2 separate regions of the Mus musculus genome follow, and region 2 is linked to region 1. The links are chromatin contacts, called in public Hi-C maps. All regions are on one chromosome and are shown on one strand. The core of a region is the stretch at or near the end of the contact, and the rest is flanking DNA. Distances in the headings are between cores, read along the strand shown.

What was found. A called contact is a pair of places that touch in the nucleus more often than the background predicts.
Region 2: a Hi-C map of group 2 innate lymphoid cells shows a contact between it and region 1, with 2.3 times the contacts expected there. The contact joins two enhancer-like sites. A contact is called at or near these places in 7 of 484 Hi-C or Micro-C datasets (the HL-1 cell line, astrocytes, bone marrow-derived macrophages and 4 more) and 3 of 9 other capture datasets (adipose tissue, liver and pancreatic islet).

The regions. Positions count from the first base shown.
Region 1 is chr11:90,529,567-90,533,640 of GRCm38.p6, forward strand. The region is part of intron 16 of Stxbp4 (syntaxin binding protein 4); the gene reads right to left. Among named protein-coding and RNA genes, the nearest start is that of Gm34850, 59 kb to the left of the region's middle. Within about 2 kb of position 2,650, at least 2 of the 459 cell types and tissues checked have an H3K27ac peak or open chromatin away from gene starts, as enhancers often do. A contact at or near this core is called in group 2 innate lymphoid cells, where this site is marked.
Region 2 is chr11:90,614,526-90,618,366 of GRCm38.p6, forward strand. The region is part of intron 4 of Stxbp4 (syntaxin binding protein 4); the gene reads right to left. Among named protein-coding and RNA genes, the nearest start is that of Stxbp4, 22 kb to the right of the region's middle. Within about 2 kb of position 1,381, at least 7 of the 459 cell types and tissues checked have an H3K27ac peak or open chromatin away from gene starts, as enhancers often do. A contact at or near this core is called in group 2 innate lymphoid cells, where this site is marked.

The DNA of each region.
Region 1 (4,074 bases), core at 1,400-3,899:
TGGTTTTAAGATGTAAGATCCCACAATGGAAGAATGGATACAGAAAATGTGGATCATTTACACATGGAATGTTACTCAGCTATTAAGAATGAGGACATCCTGAGTTTTGCACGCAAATGGATGGAACTAGAAAATATCATCCTGAGTGAGGTAACTCAGACCCAAAAGGACATGAAAGTACAGAATATCCAGGACACAATCTACAGAACTCAAGAAGGTTAACAAGCTGAAGGACTCTAGTGAGAATGCCTCAATCCCACTTGAGAGGAAGAAGAAAGCAGTCATGGGGGGCAGAGGGAGGGGGGACCTGGGTGGGAGAGAGGCCAAGGGGAAAAGGATCAGGTTACTGGGGTGGTGGGGAATCAGGAGTGAAGCCCTGAGGGCCAACAGAACGAATGGAAAACAGGCAACCTCAGGAGGTAAGAGGTAGGGGGACCCTCTAGAATGTACTGAGCCTGGGAGGTGAGAGACACTCAGGACTCAAAAGGAGGGGCCTTAGATGAAATGCCCAAGAGTGGGGAGAGGGAACTTGTAGAGTCCACCTCCAGGAGAAAGACAGGGCATCAAGTGAAGGGATGGGGTTGTCATCCCACAGTCAAAAACTCTGACCCAGAATTGTCCCTGTCTAAAAGAACTGCAGGGACAAAATGGAGAAGAGACTGAGGTCCAGTGACTAGACCAAATTGGGATTCAACTCAAGGGGAGGCTCCAAGGCCTGACACTATTACTGCTGCTGTGGCGTGCTTACAGACAGGAGCCTAGCATGGCTGCCCTCAGAGAGGCCCAACAAGCAGCTGAAAGAGTCAGATGCGGACACTTACACTGGAGCAATGGACAGAAGTCGGAGACCTCTGTGGTTGAATTAGGGAAAAGCTGGAAGAAGCTGAGGAGGAGGGTGACCCTAGAGAAGGACTAGCACTCTCAACTGACCTGGAACCCTGAGATCTCTGACCCTGAGCCACCAACCAGGCAGCATACACTATCTGACATGAGGCCCCTGACAGACATACAGCAGAGAAGTGCCTGGTCTGGCCTCAGTGAGAGAAGAAGCACCTAACCCACAGGAGACATAAGGCCCCAGGGAAGGGGTGGTGTGGTGGTGTGGCGTTGGGGGCTGAGGACATCCTCTTGGAGAAGGGGAGGAGGACTGGGATGAAGAACTGTCAGAGGATGGGCTGGGAAAGGAATCATGATTATAAGAAAAGATATGATGATGATAATTATAATAAAAAATAAAAACAAAAATTTTTAAAAGTTGTAAAAAAAGATATAGATTCAAAAAAAAAAAAACTTATCCTACAGGTTTCCAAGGAAGAATTTTAGTGTATTATCCTAGAATGTATTTTTATTAAATGAAAGTGGAAACCATTACCCAAGTCAATATTTGAAATTATAACTTGAAATACACAGATAGCTAAGGCAAAAGAAATGAGGTTGGGGGTTTTGGCTGACTGAGCTACTTCGCTGTAGTGATTTTCTGTTTCCTGTTAATATACATTTTAAAAACCACTGCTTACAGAAAAAAAGCAAAGGAGCTAAGTTTCTCTCAATCATTAAAGTTAAAGAGGTATGCCCTATAAATCCGAAAAGCACTGACAAAACATGCCAACATTAACAGCTATGCTTTAAAGAAGACAGCATAGACACTGCTGGTTTTAAACAGCAAAGCACATACAATCTTGTGGAGGATAAAGAGTGCACGTGTCGGTTTTCTGTTCTCTTCCAGAGAAGTTCTGCTGAATTTCAAATATTTTCTTTGAATAATCATGTTTGACAGAGCTAATGGTTAATGTGAGTGAGGTAATTAAAATTAATGACAACAATATCCACTGGGTTATGTGTATGCAGGTGTTTCCCCCTACTGTTTCCACACAAGCATAAAAATGTTTAAACATAGAATACTGGTCTCCACATATATATTAGAAGTGATTGAGTTCAGCCCTTTCTAAGATGCAGAGAAATCCTCTATATAATCAATTGTTATGTTTTCTTGATATATAACTTTATTTTTAAAAATGTATTAGGTTACATAAAAATTTCAACATATACCCACCATATAAAGTGGACAGACAATATTTTAGAAGCATGGTTTCCCATCTTCAGCCATGTATCTGTTGTCTCAAAAGTTCCCAAAGGGCCTGTGAATGGGAGCGCATCAAGCCAGGCAATGCTACTGACCAGCCAGGTTTATACCCATGCCTTAACAATTGGAAAATTAGGAGGAAATATTCTCATTCTCTCTCTCTCTCTCTCTCTCTCTCTCTCTCTCTCTTCCTCTCTCTCTCTCTCTCTCTCTCTCTCTCTCTCTCTCTCTCTCTCTCTCTCTCTCTCTCGTGTTTGCATTCCTACCTCTATATCCATTTATTCAGCTGCGCTTCCAACCCCTGACCATCCACCCATCCATTCAGTCATCCACCTGTATGCTTTTGGTTCCTGGCTTAGAGAAGATTGGGAGTGGGAGAGACAGTAGGATGCTGAAGGAAAACAAACAGCAGGTAGTGATGCTAAGGGGAGGGACAGACATAAAAAAGAGAGCCTGTTGTTCTGCTAAATGCCACATGTTAACTGACACACGGAAGATGTTATGCAGCCTTCATGACTAACTTGCTGATATCTGATATAATCTAATATGGAAAGTTAGATTCTTTAAAGGTAACCACAAAACTACCTTCTGCCTACACAATCTTCTAAAATGTGATCATGGTACCTCTTCACCCAGCATGGGGCCTGAGCCCCGTCCCTGGAATCTGAGCAGATGGACAGAAGACGGTCTAAGTAAAACCCTGTAGCTCCGGAGGCTGAGCCACAGAAGCAGTTGCACTTTCTCTTCTGCCCATCTAACCATCTGTGTGGGAGCTTTGAGCCACCGTGAACATTTTGCTTCCTAAGGCCTCCATGCTGGAGAGGGTACAAAAGAGACGGGTATTCTAGTCGACATTCCAAGTTGAGTAGCCATTTGGATGTCCAGCCTAGCAGACTCATCGGATGCCTGTAAAGTCAGGAGCTATCTGCCTGTAACTACATCAGAGAGTCCCACAGTAAGAACTGCTCAGCCACACCTAGCAACTCAACAGGACCATAAGATAGAATACTAAAATATTTTAGCTGTCAAATTTTGGGGTGATTTGTTATGGAGCAATGGTTAATAGGATATTTAACAATAACATTAGTATTATGTAGAAAGTTCCATTTTATGATTCGTTCTTCTTTGTACCTTTTAAGTTTGTACGTTCAGAGTTATGAAGTGAGTGCAATTTAAAAGCTATCGTGTTTGGTAATATGGTGTTAGAAGAGAAAGAGCCTCTGGAGCAGCGCTTCTTAAGCAGTATATGACGGCCCCTTTGGGAGTAACATATCCTGTACATCTCATATCTACATTACTATTCCTAACAGTAGCAAAATGACGCTTGTGTAATAGCAACAAAATAATCTTATGGCTGGGGCCACCACAACCTGAAGATCTGTATGAAGGCATTAGGAAGGCTGGGAACCACTGCAAGAGTCAGCTCTCTGGAACAATCAGCTTGAAGTGTCAACGTTGGCCAAGCTCTGAAGCAAGTCACAGCTGTTAATAAATCCTTGCCTTACACTAACTGATGGTGTGAACAGAGGTGAGCTGGCTAAGCTGTGTCGTCACACTGGGAAGGAGCACACCAGCAGTGTAGGAATAGAGTTCAGACAGCAGACGCGGAGGTGAAGTAATCTGCATATGGAGGTTTCCAGTTTCCACCCTGATGTGCACTGTTTAAAGAGCGACTTCAGTCTTTACTTAACTTCTTTGGGCCTCAGCCACCATCTTTGTTGAATGAGCATTGCTACTTCTAAATATTTACTGCATAATATAGAACTTCAAAACTAAAAAAAAAAAAAAATTAAATTAAATGAAAAACATAGCTTTTTTTGGCTAGAAAATCTAGTAGAAACAGTGCTTTATACAAAGTTTATTTAATCATTATAAAACTTCTTTTGAGTAGGTATTATATTCATAATAGGAAAAGACATTTAAAATTTCTTTTAAAAACCTTCCTCAGATTTTGTTTCTTTAATAGTAATTGCTTCTTGTATAAAGGATAT
Region 2 (3,841 bases), core at 131-2,630, 84 kb after region 1:
TTCCTTCAAATCAACACAGAAGCGTTCTTCTTTATGTTACTAGCAATGAGAGAAAAACAATCATTCAAACAATTTAAAATGTTATCAATGCTCTGATACACAGGGCTAAGGAGATGAACCTTGGTCTGGAAGGAAGCTGGTGGCAGTGGATAGTGGAGAGAACTGTGACAGAATGACTGTGGCAAAGCCATTCATTAATAGTATCTGAGTGACTCCCACTAAGGGAATGACGATGATGAAGAAATCGGATGGAGTCTTTGCCATCAAGAGGTACAATGAGCAATGGTTAGACTGAGCTAAAGCGATCAGGGACACAGATGCACCATTAGACACCGAGTCAGCTGATAGGAAGCACTGGAACAAGAACTAGCCACACATACAGGAAAAACAAAACCTGGCCTTATCTGCACTTGCACCGGAGGACAGGAAACAAGTCCTTTGCCAACTGCTTTATAAACTGATATCTGGAACAGTAGAATGAGAAGGAGGCACTGGTCCTGAAACAATATACCTAGACCGAGATAAGGAAGGAATGGCTCTTTCAGAAAGAGGGAAGACAAGCTTGTAAGGGTAGAGCTAGAGAAAAGAAGAGCTGAAGGCAGAAGCAGTCTACACAGGGGCGTACAGGTTACTAATAATACTAAGGTAGCTTTGTGGGAGAGGAAATAGGCAAGGTGCATTAAGAGTAGATAAAGCTACTGAGAGTTGCAACAAAAGCCAATGACAACCTAAAGACAGAGCCTAGAGAGATGGCTCAGCCAAAAAAAAAAACCCCACCTTTCTGCAAGCAGGAGAACCCTAGTACAGACCCCCATCACACACATAATAAAGTGTATGCAATTCCAGTGCTGGGAAGGCAGAGATAGGCAATGGGCTCTAGCCAGACTAGCTTAATTAGCCAGATCTAAGAGCAGTAAGAGACTTTGTCTCAAAAATTAAGGTAGAGAGTGACAAATAAAGATGGTTGACATTAACCTTGGCCTCCATCATTTTCGTGTACACATACATGTAATTGTACCAGCAAATATACACACATGTGCTTATATCAGACAGACAGACAGACAGACAGACACACACACACACACACACACACACACAAGCTTGTGCATGCGCGCGCTGCCTGACTGATTAATGGGTTTAAGAGACAGAGAGTAAAAAGGTCAGCAGTATATACTAAGATAACTGGTACATCTTAATGATATGGGAGGAAGGACATGACTCTGAACAGCCATTGAAAAGAGGCCGTTGTTTGGGAAGAAAGGAGAGGAAGGTGCGAGGTTAAGCATCACAGATTGTGCCTCAGAAGTGCTGCACCTAGGACCCCTCTAGGAGAACTAAGTGGAGATTTGTACCAGGAAGTTAGAGCTGATCAAGGGAGTGCTGAGGTTAGCAAGAGGCTTAAGGCGGCCTCGGAGGGCTCTAGACTGCCAGAGACCAGCTCATGCGGGAGAAAGGGCTTTCAGATCCTCGCCTCTCCTTACTCAGGACCTGTGGGGCTGTTCTCAGTGTATAGCTACAAGAGCTAACAAGAATTCTGCTACAGAACACCTGTCGTCCTCTTCGGGCATCCATAGGTACTACACACATTTAGTCAAGACATAGAAAATCAAGTACAAACACACACACACACACACACACACACACACACACAGACAGAGAGAGAGAGAGAGGAGTTTTAATAAATTATAGTCAAGTTAAAGGACACATAAAATTCTGAAAATAACTAACAATTGATCCATCTGCCAGCCTGGGCAACTTATCTATCTCTCTCTCTCTCTCTCTCTCTCTCTCTCTCTCTCTCTCTATCTATCTATCTATCTTGTGTCTGTCTATCTATCTATCTATCTATCTATCTATCTATCTATCTATCATCTATCTATCTATCTATCTATCTTGTGTGTGGTTGACTCCCAAGTGTGGTTGAAAGCTTAAAACAGAATCAAGGTCCCTAGTAGCATATTAGTATCAAAACCAGTTGCAGTAACATTGCATCTGTTCTGTGTTTACTCACAGCATTCCATCTTAAGGAATATTAAAATAAACATAAGGAGCCAAGGATTATTTATTCTTGTACACTTTTTGTCTAATTGGTTTTCTTTTGCACATGACCTGAACATTAATAACTCCACACTGCTCTCTAGTGGTGAATGAAGAAAACAATCCATCAGAATGGATTTTGCACACCTCAACTAACAAGAAAAGGTATATATCAGCCACCAAATGCAGACACTATTGCATATGCCAGCAAGATTTTGCTGAAAGGACCCTGATACAGCTGTCTCCTGTGAGGCTATGCCAGTGCCTGGCAAATACAGAAGTGGATGCTCACAGTCAGCTATTGGATGGAACACAGGGCCCCCAATGGAGGAGCTAGAGAAAGTAACCAAGGAGCTGAAGGGGTCTGCTACCCTATAGGTGGAACAACAATATGAACTAACCAGTACCCCCAGAGCTTGTGTCTCTAGCTGCATATGTAGCAGAAGATGGCCTAGTCGGCCATCACTGGGAAGAGAGGCCCCTTGGTCTAGCAAACTTTATATGCCTCAGTACAGGGGAACGGCAGGGCCAGGAAGTGGGAGTGGGTGGGTAGGGGAGAAGGGTGGGGGAAGGGTATAGAAGACTTTTGGGATAGCATTTGAAATGTAAATGAAGAAAATATCTAATAAAAATTTTTTTAAAAAAAGAAAAGGCATATATATCATGAACATAGTTTCTTAATTTGCTATGGTTTACTGCAGATAAAGCCATTTAAAATTACTGCTTTCAATTTATTAGTCTAATTTTAAATATTTGTGGAAATAAAAAGGATAAATTAATTGTTCCTTGTTTTAAAGGTAGACCTGTATTATTTCTCAGGCACCTTGAACTATTCCTGCACCCTACCCCAAGTATATTAAGCAGCAAGGCATGGTGACCTGTGCCTTGAATAGTGAACATTTGGAGGCTGAGTTAGGAGAATCGACATGAGTTGGAGTCCAGTGTGGGTGACAAATGAGTGCCAGGTACACCAGGATTAAAACATTAAAGTCTCTGTCTCAAACAAGTAAGCAGGCAAGCAAACAGCTTAAACTATACTAAATGCCCCATATCTTCCCTTCTCCCAGCCCACATCTCTAAGCTTTAAAACTGAAATGAGAGTGAACCTCCGACTTCTTACCAAAAGGATTGGTGGGAGGGGCTTCAATTTGTTTATCTTTAACATTAAATTGTCTTTTAGCTAATAACTTAATTTGAATAGCTAAAATATATCTATCATTGTATACCTTAAACCATTAATAACTTAGAACTTAAAAAGTGTATTGGAGAGATGTTCAGTGTCTCTATTGCTGTGAAGAAACACTCAAAAGTAGCTTGGGGAGGAATGGGCTTACTCGTTCACACTTGCGGGTAATGTCCATCACTGAAGACAGTGGTGGCGAGAACTCAAACAGAAAAGGGACCTGGAGGCAGGAGCTGATGCTGAAGCCACAGAGGAGCGCTTCTAACTAGCTTGCTCCTTACAGCTTGCTCAGCTTGCTTTTTTACTGAACATGGGATCACCAGCCCAAGGGTGTCCCTACCCACAATGGGCTGGACCTTCATATATCAAACAGTAATTAAGGAAATACCTTAGCTTTCCTACAGCTGGATCTTACAGAGACAATTTCTCACTTGCATTTTTCTCCTCTCAGATTATTATATTGTGTCAAGCTGACACAGAAGCCTTGTGAGATGAACAAACCTGAAACAGCTCAGTCATTAAAATGATTTTGGTGAAACTCACTTTTTTTTTCCATAGGGAGGAAATAAAAACCCAACTGAAAAGACAAATTGTTTTCAGGTGTCTGCAGTGGGAGAAGGG